Regions from separate parts of the Triticum aestivum genome. Here region 2 is linked to region 1. Evidence: chromatin contacts called from public Hi-C data. All regions are on one chromosome and are shown on one strand. Each heading gives the region's core, a stretch centred on a gene start, on an enhancer-like site or on the middle of the called end of the contact. The rest is flanking DNA. Distances are from core to core; before and after follow the strand shown.

Region 1 (6,799 bases), core at 3,670-6,169:
AGGAAGGAAATAACACTTTCATGATCACATGTCTAAAGTGTGATCCTAACACCTATTTCGCTAGTCTTCATATTGTTAAAGAAGCAACGATTTTCAAACTTAGCAAACAACTTGGTTGCTGTGAAGTACTCATCAGTTCCTTCATCTGCTCCACATGCCACAAGTTCTTCCATTATCTTTTCAATTTCAATGGCAATACTATTCTGTTTGAGTTCATTGCGGCATCCTCACTAATCAAGTGGTCAACCATGCGATTGAATACCTTTGAACAGGATTCTTTTTGTTGGAGCTTCCATATATCTTTCCAGGCTCCTTCTTTGCCTTTTTGGCTTGGGTAGTTTGCACTTCTTCCTCCTTGGTTTCGTCATCTTCAACATTGTGCACTTCAGCATGCTCACAACCTGGCATCATAGAACTTTCTATAGTAACATTGATGTTCTACATGATACTCAACTGCTCCAAATTTTCAGACCACATTTACGTAACTGCAAGAAGTCCTTGTTTTCCTGACTGAATAAATTGTTTGACACTTGTCAAAAAATAAAATCTAGTGCAATATTAGCTAAAACACAGTTTGATCTTACGAACATGACTTACTTCGCCGGCTTTTTTCCACCAGTCATCATTAGTGTTAGCTTTAGTTTTGATTAATATTTGTACAGAAACAACCGAAGGATTACGTATAGGAAATGTGAGCACTAACTTCTCATATTGGACTCCTCATGTCTCTCTCGGTGTCAATGTCACCCGTAGGATCACCCAACCGAAGGATTACGTATAGGAAATGTGAGCACTAACTTCTCATATTGGACTCCTCATGTCTCTCTCGGTGTCAATGTCACCCGTAGGATCACCCAACTTATCAACACCTTCGTCATCGGACATGTTGATAGGTGATGAGGAACACTAGATGAGAAGAAAGAAAACACATGCCAGATCTGTTTGGCTACTTCTAGATGCTTCCACTCTAGTGTAGTATTTCTTTCCTTTTCTTTTCTATCCTATCTACTGTTTTCTAGAGTCTTCTAGTTGTGAGTAGCTATGAGTAGAATGGTGAAACTTACATAATGTTTTCTAGAGTATTCCAGCTATAAGTAGAAGTATGTGAAGGCTTCCCAAAGCCCTATAAATAGAGGTCCTCGCCTCTACTTTGGAGGCAGACTATGTACCCCTACCTATAATAGAACTTGTTGTTTTTATCTAAGATCTTGGAGTAGATCTTGTGCCCTAGGAGTTCTGGATTGAACCCTTGCTGCCTATCAACCTACATTCGCCTCTAGAGCGATATCTAGCGCAGCACGTTGAAGCTGTTCCTTCAACACTTGTGCTGTACACATTGTAGCAGCAAGGTGGAGTTGCTCCTCCACAAACTTTGTGCTGCTTCAGGTGGTATCAGAGTCTCGTTGACCCATACTAGTTCTTGCTGTCCTCTTCGAGAGTAAGTTGCAGCAAGCAATGGAGCAATTGGAGAAGAGGATGGATGCTGCTGAACAACAAATCAAAGAGCTGCGTGAAGATCTTAATAGGAGATTTGACCAGCTGGTTGAGATGATAAGAAAGGGTGTCCCCCCTGCTACCAATGAAGGAGATTCATCTAAAGAAGAGGAAGATGTTCATCAAGGAAGAAGGAGAGGTAATCTTGAAGCAAGACCGCCACGACAACATGTTGTTCAACGTGCTTCAAGAAGGCCAATTTATGTTGAGGCTTCTGAAGGTGAAGAATATGATGATGCCCTTGAAGAGCCAAATCTCTACGCATATCGGAGAGCACCCAACCCTACATATGCAAGAGATACATACAAGGTGGAGTTGCTCCTCCACAAACTTTGTGTTGCTTCAATAGGAGATGCTCCTCCACTAGCAAAGGAGGCATGCCAGACTTCTCTCTTAATGCCTTACCCTGAGTAAACAAAGGAGGACAAAAACAAAATTGAGATGGATTACACTGATAGTTCTTGGCCAAATTATCACATAGAAAGGCAGATGCAAACCTTGGGTGGAGCTAGAAAAAGGAGGCAGACGGACAGTAACGCATCTCCACTCTTCAGTAAGAGTAACTGCAACGGAAGTCGGATAGTCGAGCTACCTTGCCATTATTCTTCCGCTACCTGACTCAGGAGGCATTGTATACCATGGGGTTGAACCGTTGCAGCTGGCAGGACAACATCTGGGAAGGTGCTGGAGACCCATGGAACACTCACCAGTCAGTGCAGCCTCTGACTGAAAGACTCAGAAAAGGTCTCGGAGGATCTGTGTTGCGCGTAGAGTTTAGAAGGCACCCAACTCAGTTTCTGGAGCAGCAGTCCAATAAAGTTGGGCTGGCCGGGACACCAGGACCGCGTGGTGCAAAGCCGTCACTCACGGGGGCGTGGTGGGAGGATCGGGTGATCGGATGATCTGGAGCGTTAAATGAGCGGATCGAATGGTTCAGAGCCTCAAAACACTGTGAGAGGATGTAGTTGGCTTAGTTCTTAATTTAATCCTTACCGAAATTTATAAGAGTTTGTTTAGGCTAAATTTTTGAATAGGTACATTATTAAAAGTGAAACAGGAGTATCGATTTGGATCCATATGCATCTAGATAAAAATTCAAGTTTATATTTTGTACTCACACATCACATAGTGCACATTAAGTAATGCTGCATTCTTCAATTTACTGATATTATTGGGCCCTTTAACATGTGCTGGGCTTTACAATGTGACAGATTGCACGTAGGGATGAAGAAATGGCTCCTTACATCGCAGAATCAAAAAGGAACTATGTATTTGGTGGGATTTCTAGTGTTGCTGCTAATGCATCAATAAAGGTTTGTTCCGAATCACTGCTTATTCTTCTTGTTATAAGCCTGTACTGTCAAAGCAGATTCCAGATATCCTACTTACGGTTGTTCAATTATGAAAGGCACTCGCACTAATGAAGTCCATCAACCTGTTGGGAGTTCAACAAATATGCAGAAACTCGATAGCACTAGAACAGGTAGTACTTTCATTTGCAGTAATAGTTTTTGATAGATCAAGTAGATGGCCGATTCCATAGTCACATGTGTAAATTATTTCTCTCTATGCAGGCACTTGCAGCCATACCTTCCATTGATAGTGAGGCAGTCCAACAGAGATTAGATCGTGTTCGGACATTCTATGAGCTACTAAACCTGCCTTTCGAGGTACACTAATAACAATACCACGCACCCATAGTCGTGTTTTTTTTTCTTTTTTTGCGAATGTAGTTGTGTTTTTCTTTGAAGCTTTAATCACCCTATTCCTCAATGTGCAGTCTTTGCTTGGGTTCATTGCTGAACAGGAATATATTTTTTCTGCAAAAGAGTAGGCGTGTCGAATATTTTTGATTTACATTGTCATTTTTTTTGGTTAACCATATTTAGTTTGATGTTACTTTGTTTGTGTAGATACTTGAGCATACTAAAGGTCAATGTACCTGGTAGAGAGATACCAATGGATGCTGAACGACGTATCTCACAGATTTTGAGTCATTAAATTGAATTGGGCAAGATGATTTTAGCTATAACTGGTGGCAGATGTCTCACTGTATCTTTCTCGGCTTTCTTTGTAGTTGTAGTTAATTTTGTTATTTCTGTTTGGTTTTTTCTTTTGATGTCTATGGTGTAGGTAATGTGTTATTTGTTGTCTCATTCACTGTAAATTTGTAGTGCTTTGACTGAAACGCTCATTCTTGATCGTTGTAAATGTGTAATCTTTTGGACGTAATTTTAATAAAATTCCCAGATTCATGTGTTCCGTTATTCAAATTGTTGCCGCCACATAGCACATGGTAAATAGTCACCACAAATGTGCCAATTGTGGCCACGAATTTAAGACCAATTGTGAGCCATGGGCTAGCAAATTGTGGCGAGCCATAGTTTCTAGTTTTAAAGAAAGACACTAAAAGGTACTCCCTCCATTAACAAATATAAGACGTTATAGATATTTTAATATGGACTATATATTGACTGATGAGTGAATAGACGCACTAAAATGTGTATATACATTCAATTCTGAAAAAAAAAATTATAACATTGTATATTTGTGAATGAAGGGAGTATTTGATCTTTATTTTTACCTAATATTAAAGGTAGGAAGCTTTCATAGTTCTTCATACGTCATCCTTTTATATCTGTTGATTTTATGTTGATCATAAAGATTGATGAATGGTATTTAAAAGAAGATTTAAGTTCCATCCGGTTCCTTTGGTCTGTCCTCCCTCTATACTCCTATTGCACGTACGCACAGTATGCCTCCTGGCTTTACGCCTGATTTTTTCCTAGGCCACGCTGGTTCACCTATCCACAAACGCAGTCATGGCAGTTGAATTTTGTTGTAAACGCAACCATGGCGACCCATGTGAGGCGAGGCATGGCGATGCAGCCCGGTCAACGCGGATGGGCTCGATGCAGAGGGGGCGTCGGCTCCAGGTGATGCAGCGAAACGACAGGATCGGGTGCAGCTGTTCGAGTTGGGTGGGATCCGTGGCAGGAGGCAGGTTCGGGCGGCAGAGGGCTGAATCCGGTCGATGGGGCGACCTGCAGGTGAGCGGCGGCAGCGGCTTGGGATGGTGGCGAAGCTGCATCTCGGGCGGCGCCATGGCTCCCTGTGCAGAGAAAACGAGACGAGGGGGAGGTCAGGGAGGAGTAGCAGGAGGAGGGAAGGAAAATAAGGCGGTGGAGAAGGCCTTGCTCCCCTGAGAGCTCGGCTGGCGGCGATCGCCGAGGCGGCGGCGTTGGCTGTAGCGGGAGAGCTGCACGTACAAGCTCTGGAAGGGGCGCACTAACTCGATGGGGGCGGCGTTCTTGACCTGAGGTGGGCGGCAGTGCGCGAGTTCCCAGCCCCAGCCTCCCAGTGAGGTTGGTCGCTGACGATGGTTACGGCAAAGGCCTTGGTGTACAACAGTGGACGACGACTGGATGGATCCAAAGACCATGTTGGGGTCGACGGGTGGGTCGCATCGGCGTAGATGGCGACCATGCTGCTACGTTGGCCCACCACGATTGATCAAGCCCAGAAACCTCACAAACTTTCAGTGGATACTTGTTCCGATGGTGTGATCTCTTCAGTTTGGCGACGCTATTGTTTCTATGCTGAATTTGTTTTGTGTGCTGCTTTGTGCGGTGAAAAGAAGAGGATCAGCTGGGGCGTGTTTGGTTACCGTTGTGAACAATTCCTGCATCGCATACACTTCTCAACCCAGCCTGGTTGAGCAAAAAACATGCCCTAGTACGCCATCTGCAAGTTGTTTGGTTGTTTGCATCTAGTGTTCCTGCATTAAGTAATACGCAAGTGCACTTTGTTTGGTTGCCTGCATTGGCCCAAGCGGCACATGAATACGACATTTGGTTGCATACGACGTACATGTTGTGCTTACCTTATACCCTAGTTGGTGAGCTTACCCACAATGATCACACCTAGCACACCAACGCTACAACACAGCAATGTCGATGAACTGGGCGAAGATGATGAAGTTCTTCAGCTTCAGCCCAAACTGACGATCCACCTTAACACCTCCAACCTTGCCACTGTCAACACTGCTGCCTCCGTGCTTTCGCACCCAGTCGGAGTAAGCTTGTTCTGCTGCCTGCCTAGTCTTGAACCCTCTATGACTGCTGTTGCTATACGATGCCACTTGTGCACTGGCTTCTTCCCATGAACTGTAAACCCCTGGAGCCTTACCAATGAACACGACATACCACTTGCCCTAGCAATGCACGAGAGCAAGCGTTGAAGCATCAAATCAATGGAGCACACAAATAGCAAGCAAAGTAGCACACAAACAACAATGGAGCAGAAGAGAAGAAGTAAAGCATGCATGATCATACGGCATAGCAAGCTCTACCTAGCAAGTGTTCTCATCCCATGAGGCGCCGCTAAGGTCTCTTAGCTTGGACACTTGGATCCATCGACCTCTCCACTTCCTCAGGTGGTTGTACACCTGGGTGGCAGACACCTCCTGCCCACAGAACTCGAACACCTGCTTCGCAACGGTGTTCAAGTGCACCTCCTTGAAGCCCTTGTCAGTCCTAACTCCACTAGAGATGAGCTCACACATCTTGTTCAGCACGAACGTGGACATGAACGGCTGCCACTTCATGTTGTTCGGCCTATCATCCTTCTTTGCCTTTGCTGTTGCTACCTTGAGTGTAGCGGCAGCAGCAGTAGGAGTTGGCTCAACGAGCACTACTGGTACATAGACGGAATCAGACGCGAACACCTCTGAATAAGGTGCCATCTCGGACATAGGATGCGAGTCCTCGACAAACGATGGAGCAAACTGGCTGTCGGACAGGACAAGGGCCTGACTAAGATCTTGCGTCTGCGTGGTCATGTCCTACAATCGTAGCACGCATTGATAATAAGCATAGCACACAACATACCGGACAATCCATGAAAGCAGGAGCATACATGCACATGGTTCATCACTATCATAGCAAACACATGTTTCATCACTATCATACTAAGCACATATGGTTCATCGCTATCATATTAAGCATACCAAACAATCTATGAGTACGAACATACATCTACAACAAACAACATGCTACAAATGGACCACCAATAGCTACAAATCATAGATCTAAGCACGAATCAATACAAGCACAAGGTTCAACTTCAAACTCTACTACTAATCTAGCCTACCACATGCTTGAACATCTAGCCCTATCACAAATTGCAACCGCAGCATAGCAATCAACCATATGAGCTCACAGATCAGACCACTAATCAACCATGCATCTAGATCAAACCCTAACTGCAGCTCAGATCTATCTAGAAGGAACAAAGAGAAAGGGGT
Region 2 (6,733 bases), core at 1,588-4,087, 200 kb after region 1:
GCAACAGAGATAATTAGCAGTCTTGTATACTAACCAAGAGAACACCCATTTCATGATTTTGGGTATTGGGTTCTCTTTGCTAAACCAGCTGTAGCTAGATGAGAGAAGTAGTAAGTAATATCCCCTTTCCTGTAGTGTGGCACTGAATCAATAGTCATTTTTGCACAATCATGTGTCATGTTCCTTTATGAATCATATAATATCAAGAGACAACTTATGGAACTGTTCAGATTTTTATGGCAGCCCTAACTTCGCTAGGTAATAACTTTATTTGGTCTTTATCCAACTGGTTTTTATCATATCAAATTACTGCAGAGCGTACTGATTTTTTTTCACCTAGCAACGGTGCCTTTCAGTTCAACTAGCAGTTTAAACCTCCGAAGGTTTAAGGTGAACAATGAGATATTTTTGGGTTTGTTTGAACTGTTGTGTCTGTCCACTTGAGTGCCTCCATATGTGGTTCTCCTATTGCATTAGTTATATTTTTATTTTTGATTATCTTGCCCAAAACTAAAGTTTCACTACATGAAAAATGACTACTTTATTTTATACCATGTTATCCTCTTTCTCTTCCCCACAGGACAGCGTCTCCCCGCGTTCTCGATCCGGCGCCGCCACATATCGTGATTCTGGATCGGGCGCAGGTCGTCGCCATAAGAGAGCCTGGCTGGTGTGGTCTTCGTGCTTGGCGTGGAGAAGCACGGGAGGATGAGTAGGACGAGCATGAGGAAGGAGCAGCCAGGCCGGAGCTCCGGCGTTGCTCGCGTCATGGTCGAATGGAGCTGGCCATCACTATGGGCTGCTGCTCGCCGGTCGTCGTTCCCCAATCTCAGTTGCTCATCTTTGGCTTCACCATCTTCCTCCCCTGATCATGCATCTATTTTAGATCATATAATTATGCTATATCATATATGTTGTTTAGTTTAGACTTGTGCATGTGCATGCATTGGCATTGATTTAGACAGAGATATTGCATGATTTGTACATAGAAGGAGTACGGATGATCTAGGAATAAATGTTTGAATAAAGTTAGTAGTGAGATTTAGGTAGAGGTTACCTGCACTGTTCTGTTTTATGTAGATTCTAAGCTGCAAAATCATACATAGTCCTGTTAGTAATTTGTTTGAGTTGTGAGTTTACGCATTTTTCCTTGGAATGTTTGTATGTGTGATCACTTGCTTTTAGGTTCCCAGTGGTATATCATGAGAAGTTTTTTACTTTGCACCGGGTGATCAACTACATATTTAGACAAATACACTATTCAGGACCAGGAACATTACGATTTCTAATGTTGTTTTCCTCTTTCAAGATTGCAGTTTTCATAAGCCTTAGATAGCTAAGGTACATAGTTTTCATTTAACAATTTTTTTTACTGTTCTCTCATCTCCTATATGGTGTCTAAGAAATACTAATGTAGACAATTCAAAATTTTAAAATACCTTCTGGCCAATTATGTGGGGAAGGTGCAGTAAGCCGGCCCTCGCGTTGCAGTAGAGTGGAGCCGGCAATTTTATGATCGGTCTCTAAATATTTCAACTTGCACAGTTTGAATTAGCTTCACATGGTATATAGTTTTTACATAGGTATTCCTTAATTTTTCACATAAAAGGTTTAGAATTATTTCCCTCGGTGCTAAAACTCGAAGTTACTAACAAATGCAAACGTTTCTGTTACAAAAGGTTTAGAATCATTACCCTTGATGCTTGAATTTGGACCTTGCACCTTACTTGGGTAACATAGAGCCAAATGGCACATTGTTCAAATACACATTCAAAACACTTTGGGTTTGACACGTTATCTATCCTTGATCAAACATAAAATTACTAAAAAAGGCCAATATTTCTCAACACGAACATGGTTTCAAATGGGTCTCTGCGCCATTTGGCGCACCGGGTCATCTAGTAATCATCTAAAGACTAAAAGATAGTAGAGCATGTGATGTTTGCTGAATCAAAGCTCTGACGTAGTATTCTGCCCCTTTTATTCCATGCGCCGATCAGAAACAAGACCAAGGACTGCTCGGTAGAACGAGTGACAACTGTCGTATACCAATAATCATCTAAAGAGTAAAAAATAGTTGAACATGTGAGCTTTGCTAAATCAAAGCTCTGACATAGTATACCGCCTCTTTCTTTCCATGCGCCAACCAGAACCAAAATCAAGGACCGTCGGGTAAGACAAGCAACAACTCTATATGATAGGCAAGGAATTAATCCCCGTGCGGGTTCGCAACATAGTTGTATAGCATGCTTGGGGAGGTCGTGTGGATGGATAAGGGAACAAAGGAGTCGAGAGGCGTTCGCGATGACGACTTCCATTTTACCGAAAGATCTCGTTCACCAACGTGATTGTGTTCTCTGCTTTAGCATGCATGCTCAAAATCTAGCGGTGAAGAGGACGTTCAACCCAGATCTTTAAAATCTGAGCGTTCGGCAATATGTTTTCAATTTTTTTAGGCAGATATAAACTCGCAAATTGGTACTCCCTATGGTCCTTTTTACTCCACGTTATAGATTTGTGACAAGTCAAACTTTGCAAAGTTTGAGTAAATTTATATTAAAAAATACCAATATCTACAATATCAAATATATATACTATATAAAACTATATTTCATAAAGAATCTAACAATATTAATTAAACATTGTGAATGTTAATTTTTTTATATAATATAAGCTTGATTAAAGTACAGATGATTTAATTTCGGACAAAATTTATATGTGTGCAAACTAAAAAAGACCGGAGGGAGTACGATGTCTTCCGCCAAGGAAAAAATAGGGGCAGCCGTGTTGGCGCAGGTATCCAGGGCCCGCACGTGGGACACAACTTCCTAGCCAGGCCGAATCGTAGTTAATATAAGTAAAGGGGAGGCTCCAACTGCGCCCCCGTTCCTTCCGCAAACTCGAACTCTCAACCGGGACAGCAGAGAAGACGAGACGAGGGAAGATAACTCGGCGACCGCGCGCAGGGGAGAAGTAGGTACCCGAGAGAGAAAGAGAGGGAGGCGCGACGAGAAGGCGAGAGGACGGGCCACCATGAGGCGCTCCTCCAAGAAGTCGTCGTCGTCGTCCGCCGCGGCCGGTAATGCTCCTCCCCTCAACCCCTACCCCACCCCCACCCCCCTGGTTGTCTTCCTTGTTTCGTGATTAGGCTGCGTGCGAGGCCTTGCTGGTGGCCTCGGCAGGTCCCCGGTCCGTTCGTTGTCTTGCGAGATTCCGTGTGGTGCCTTGTCTCGGGAAGATCCAATCTTGAGTTGTCCGGTGCGGGAGCGTACGAGGTACGACTCGTTGATTGCCGGTATGTGGGGTTCGGATCGCTTGTTATGGGATGGGAAGGGTCGGGGTAGATTCAGGGTTTGGGAATCTGTCATGGTGGTAAAGAGAAGGAGCTGAATCCTCGGTTTGGATCGCCTGGTGCAGAATTGGGTGTGGATTCGCTAGCAGATTTACATTCGTAATGTAAGCAGATGGCAATTCATAGGTTTATTAATTGTGTGCCTACCCATGCCGAAACGCTTTGTAAGTAAAATCTAAAGAGCAGCTACCTGTTAACACCGTGTTCCGGGTTTCTGGTTCAGCTCTGCAATCTCCGTGGCGATTTGTTGTCTTTGCATCAATTTTACACCACTAATAACATAAATTCGCCATGTACCTTGTGCGGTAAATCTTTACCTTTTTTCTGTGACTACAGAAATCAGGTTAGTAGTGTGCAGCCTAAAATTATGGTGCCTGTTAAACAGTTTCATCACTGAATCTCATTGACTTTACTATCTGGTAGTAACTCTGCTTTTTGTGCTTTGTAGTACTTTATTTTAATTAAAATAATTGTTTTAAAGTTTATTAGGTTTGTATGACATATCAATGTTTTACATGCAATTACGATACGCACTGAAAAAATCCTGTACCAATAACTATGATATCAAACAAAATGAAAAGAGATGGGCACAGCAGCAGTGGTTTGTTCTAATTGCAACTGAATTAGAAGGCACTAGAGAATTATGATCTGTTATACCAATATGACACATAAATAATTAAATGTGAATGGATGCACTAGAATACAGTACCTTCAATCACTTTTAAGCTATATAATCAGCAAAATTAGTTACACCCATTCATTTTGTAATTGTTTCTATGATATACTCCCTCTGTTCCTAAATATAAGTCTTTTTACAGATTTCAATAAAACTACATATGGATGTATATAGACATATGTCAAGAGTGTAGATTCACTCATTTTGCTCCGTATGTACTCCCTTATTGGAATGATTAATCACTACATGCTGTCTTGCTCCATATCTCAAGCGATTACTTTAACTTACTCATTTGGTGGTTAGTTTGCTGCTCCCATTGGGTTTTAGTGCCATTTTGTAATTTGTAATGCTGAATTTTACCCCAGTAAATGTAAAAGACAGATTAAGAAGCTTATCTTGAAATTGCGTGTGTATACATAGAAGTTTCATAAGCAACTCTAGAATAGCTGCCCATTGGCTCAAACTTTGTCCTAATAGGCTTTCTTTTTTAGGTTATTAAAATGTTTGTGTCTTGAACTCTTGATTCTTACCTTCTCTTTAAATTCGTTGTCGCATTACTTCTTTTCCAAATGGGTTGGTGTAGGAGCTATCATATTCTCTTTTGAGGGTATGTATATCTGAATGAGTACTAAGCAAACGATTATATTTAGGTGAGGAACAAGTAAATGAAAAACAAAACAGAAAAAGAAAAGGAGTCAGTACAAACCTGACCAGCAGGAAAGCACAACGTGGTGAGATGCATTGATTCCTTTTCTTTCTGAATTACTTGTTGAACCCTATACACTTATCCATCTGGGTGTAAGAATGTGCATGTGCGTGTTATTCAGTCATTTGGTTTATGTCAAGCTATGTGTTGGTCTTCTCCTTACTTCTGCTTCTTCCACATGCACAAGTTTTGTTTGCACATTAGAAATACCAAATGCATACTTTTTGCTTGCAAGCTAAATTCTATCATATGGTATGTGGTATGCAAAATCAAGATACTGTATATTGATAGGGAACCACATGTTCCTTAGATCTATTTGTAATAACATTTTCATTATTATCTCCAGTTCCCACTAAAGCGGTTTCAAAGGAAATAGAGCGGATTGACCAACTTTTCTATACATATGCTGATGGCTCATCCAGCATGATTGAGTAAGTTTTTTCTCAGTTTTTCTCAAACACTTGCCTGTCATTATTTTTGCTGTATACTCATGGTAGTCATCCTTCCATTTAGAAATTCTATGTATACCTTCCAATTAGGGAATTATCGCACATGGTAAAAATACGAGCTGTTTTATATGAATCATTGTAAATTGTGATGTAATAGTTGTCTATGTATACCGTCCATTCACGTAAATGTGTATTGGTAGTTGATACATACCATTTTGATGCAGCTAGATGTTAATGATTTTTTAATGCTATAATTTCATCTTTGGTAGCGACATTAGGGTTTTATTGTGTTACCCCTCCCCCCCTCCCACGACCACCACCATATTGCCCCATTGTTTGCTCCAATGCTGTTGCTCGACATTATTCGAATGATTTTTTTAACCTGCCTGAACAGCCCAGAAGGCATCGAAACACTCTGCTCTCATCTTGAAGTTCCACATACAGATGTTCGGATTCTGATGTTAGCATGGTATGTCACTGTTCTCTAAAATTCTTTAGTGGTGATATCATTTACTGAAATATCTAATGGACATCTATCTTGTATCAGGAAAATGGGCTGTGAAAAGCAAGGTTATTTTACTCTGGTATGCATTATATTTTTTAAACTGTTCAAAATGTTTATTGGTATGATATATCGCACTGCTTTCTGAGTTTTGACTGGTAGTACTCTGTTGATAGGATGAATGGAGAACTGGGATGAAAGCTCTGCGAGCTGATAGCATCAGTAAACTGAAGAAAGCCTTTCCTGAACTGGTCCAAGAAGTTAGTGTTCTATTCCACAAATATTTAGTAACTAGTATATTAAATATATTTGAAAGGTTTATACTTTTCTGAGGGTGGAAATTACCTATGATGGGCCCTACTAGTTATGTTAAACAGAATTTGAGTACGGAAGGCTTGTCATGGGAATGGAACAATGAGCTACCATTAAACGATGATACTTTTAATTGTATTGTAACCGGCTTGCTCATAACGTGTTCTTTACAAACCAGGTTACGAGGTCCTCTAATTTCCAGGATTTCTATCCATATGCATTCCGTTATTGCCTAACAGGTAGTCACACTTGCTATTCTTATGACACAGTTTTTCTTTGATAAATACTTATGACTTGGTTGTGCACTTGTGCTTGCTCAGAGGACAAGAAGAAGTGTATAGAAATACCTGTTGCTTGTGAGTTATTGAATCTAGTGTTGAGCTTGCAGTTCCGCCCGCAGGTTGAAAAACTTATTAATTACCTCAAGGTAACGGTTGATTCGATATTTTAGTTTATTGGTCCCATTCATCTAAGGGACTCGTATTTTGGTTGATGTGCTTATTTGTATGAGTTTGGGTTTCAGCATCAAAATGAGTACAAGGTTATAAACATGGATCAATGGATGGGATTTCTTCGGTTCTGCAATGAGGTCATGATTTAAACGTCACCCCCATGTCCCAGCATCTTTTTTACCCTTTTGCTTCCTTTTTGTGTACAGTACTTAATAACATTTCCTTCTCACACTACTAACGCCGAATCACATTTCATTCAGATAAACTTCCCATCACTTGACAAT

The links. Hi-C and Micro-C count contacts between places; a contact is called where the count stands out from the background.
Region 2: a contact with region 1 is called in a Hi-C map of leaf, with 5 times the contacts expected there. The contact joins the promoter of LOC123165157 here to the enhancer-like site in region 1. A contact is called at or near these places in 3 of 5 Hi-C or Micro-C datasets (all in leaf).

The regions. Positions count from the first base shown.
Region 1 is chr7D:287,182,577-287,189,375 of IWGSC CS RefSeq v2.1, forward strand. LOC123171074 (exocyst complex component SEC8) reads left to right here. Exons shown (of 22, transcript XM_044588732.1): 18 at 2,706-2,807; 19 at 2,903-2,977; 20 at 3,069-3,164; 21 at 3,275-3,324; 22 at 3,408-3,756. The coding sequence ends at 3,495. Among protein-coding and RNA genes, the nearest start is that of LOC123171074, 34 kb to the left of the region's middle. Within about 2 kb of position 4,920, at least 4 of the 8 cell types and tissues checked have an H3K27ac peak or open chromatin away from gene starts, as enhancers often do. A contact at or near this core is called in leaf, where this site is marked.
Region 2 is chr7D:287,383,173-287,389,905 of IWGSC CS RefSeq v2.1, forward strand. LOC123165157 (DCN1-like protein 4) reads left to right here and starts at 2,838. Exons shown (of 10, transcript XM_044582790.1): 1 at 2,838-3,079; 2 at 5,081-5,165; 3 at 5,578-5,652; 4 at 5,731-5,767; 5 at 5,862-5,945; 6 at 6,176-6,236; 7 at 6,318-6,424; 8 at 6,521-6,586; 9 at 6,710-6,733. The coding sequence starts at 3,034.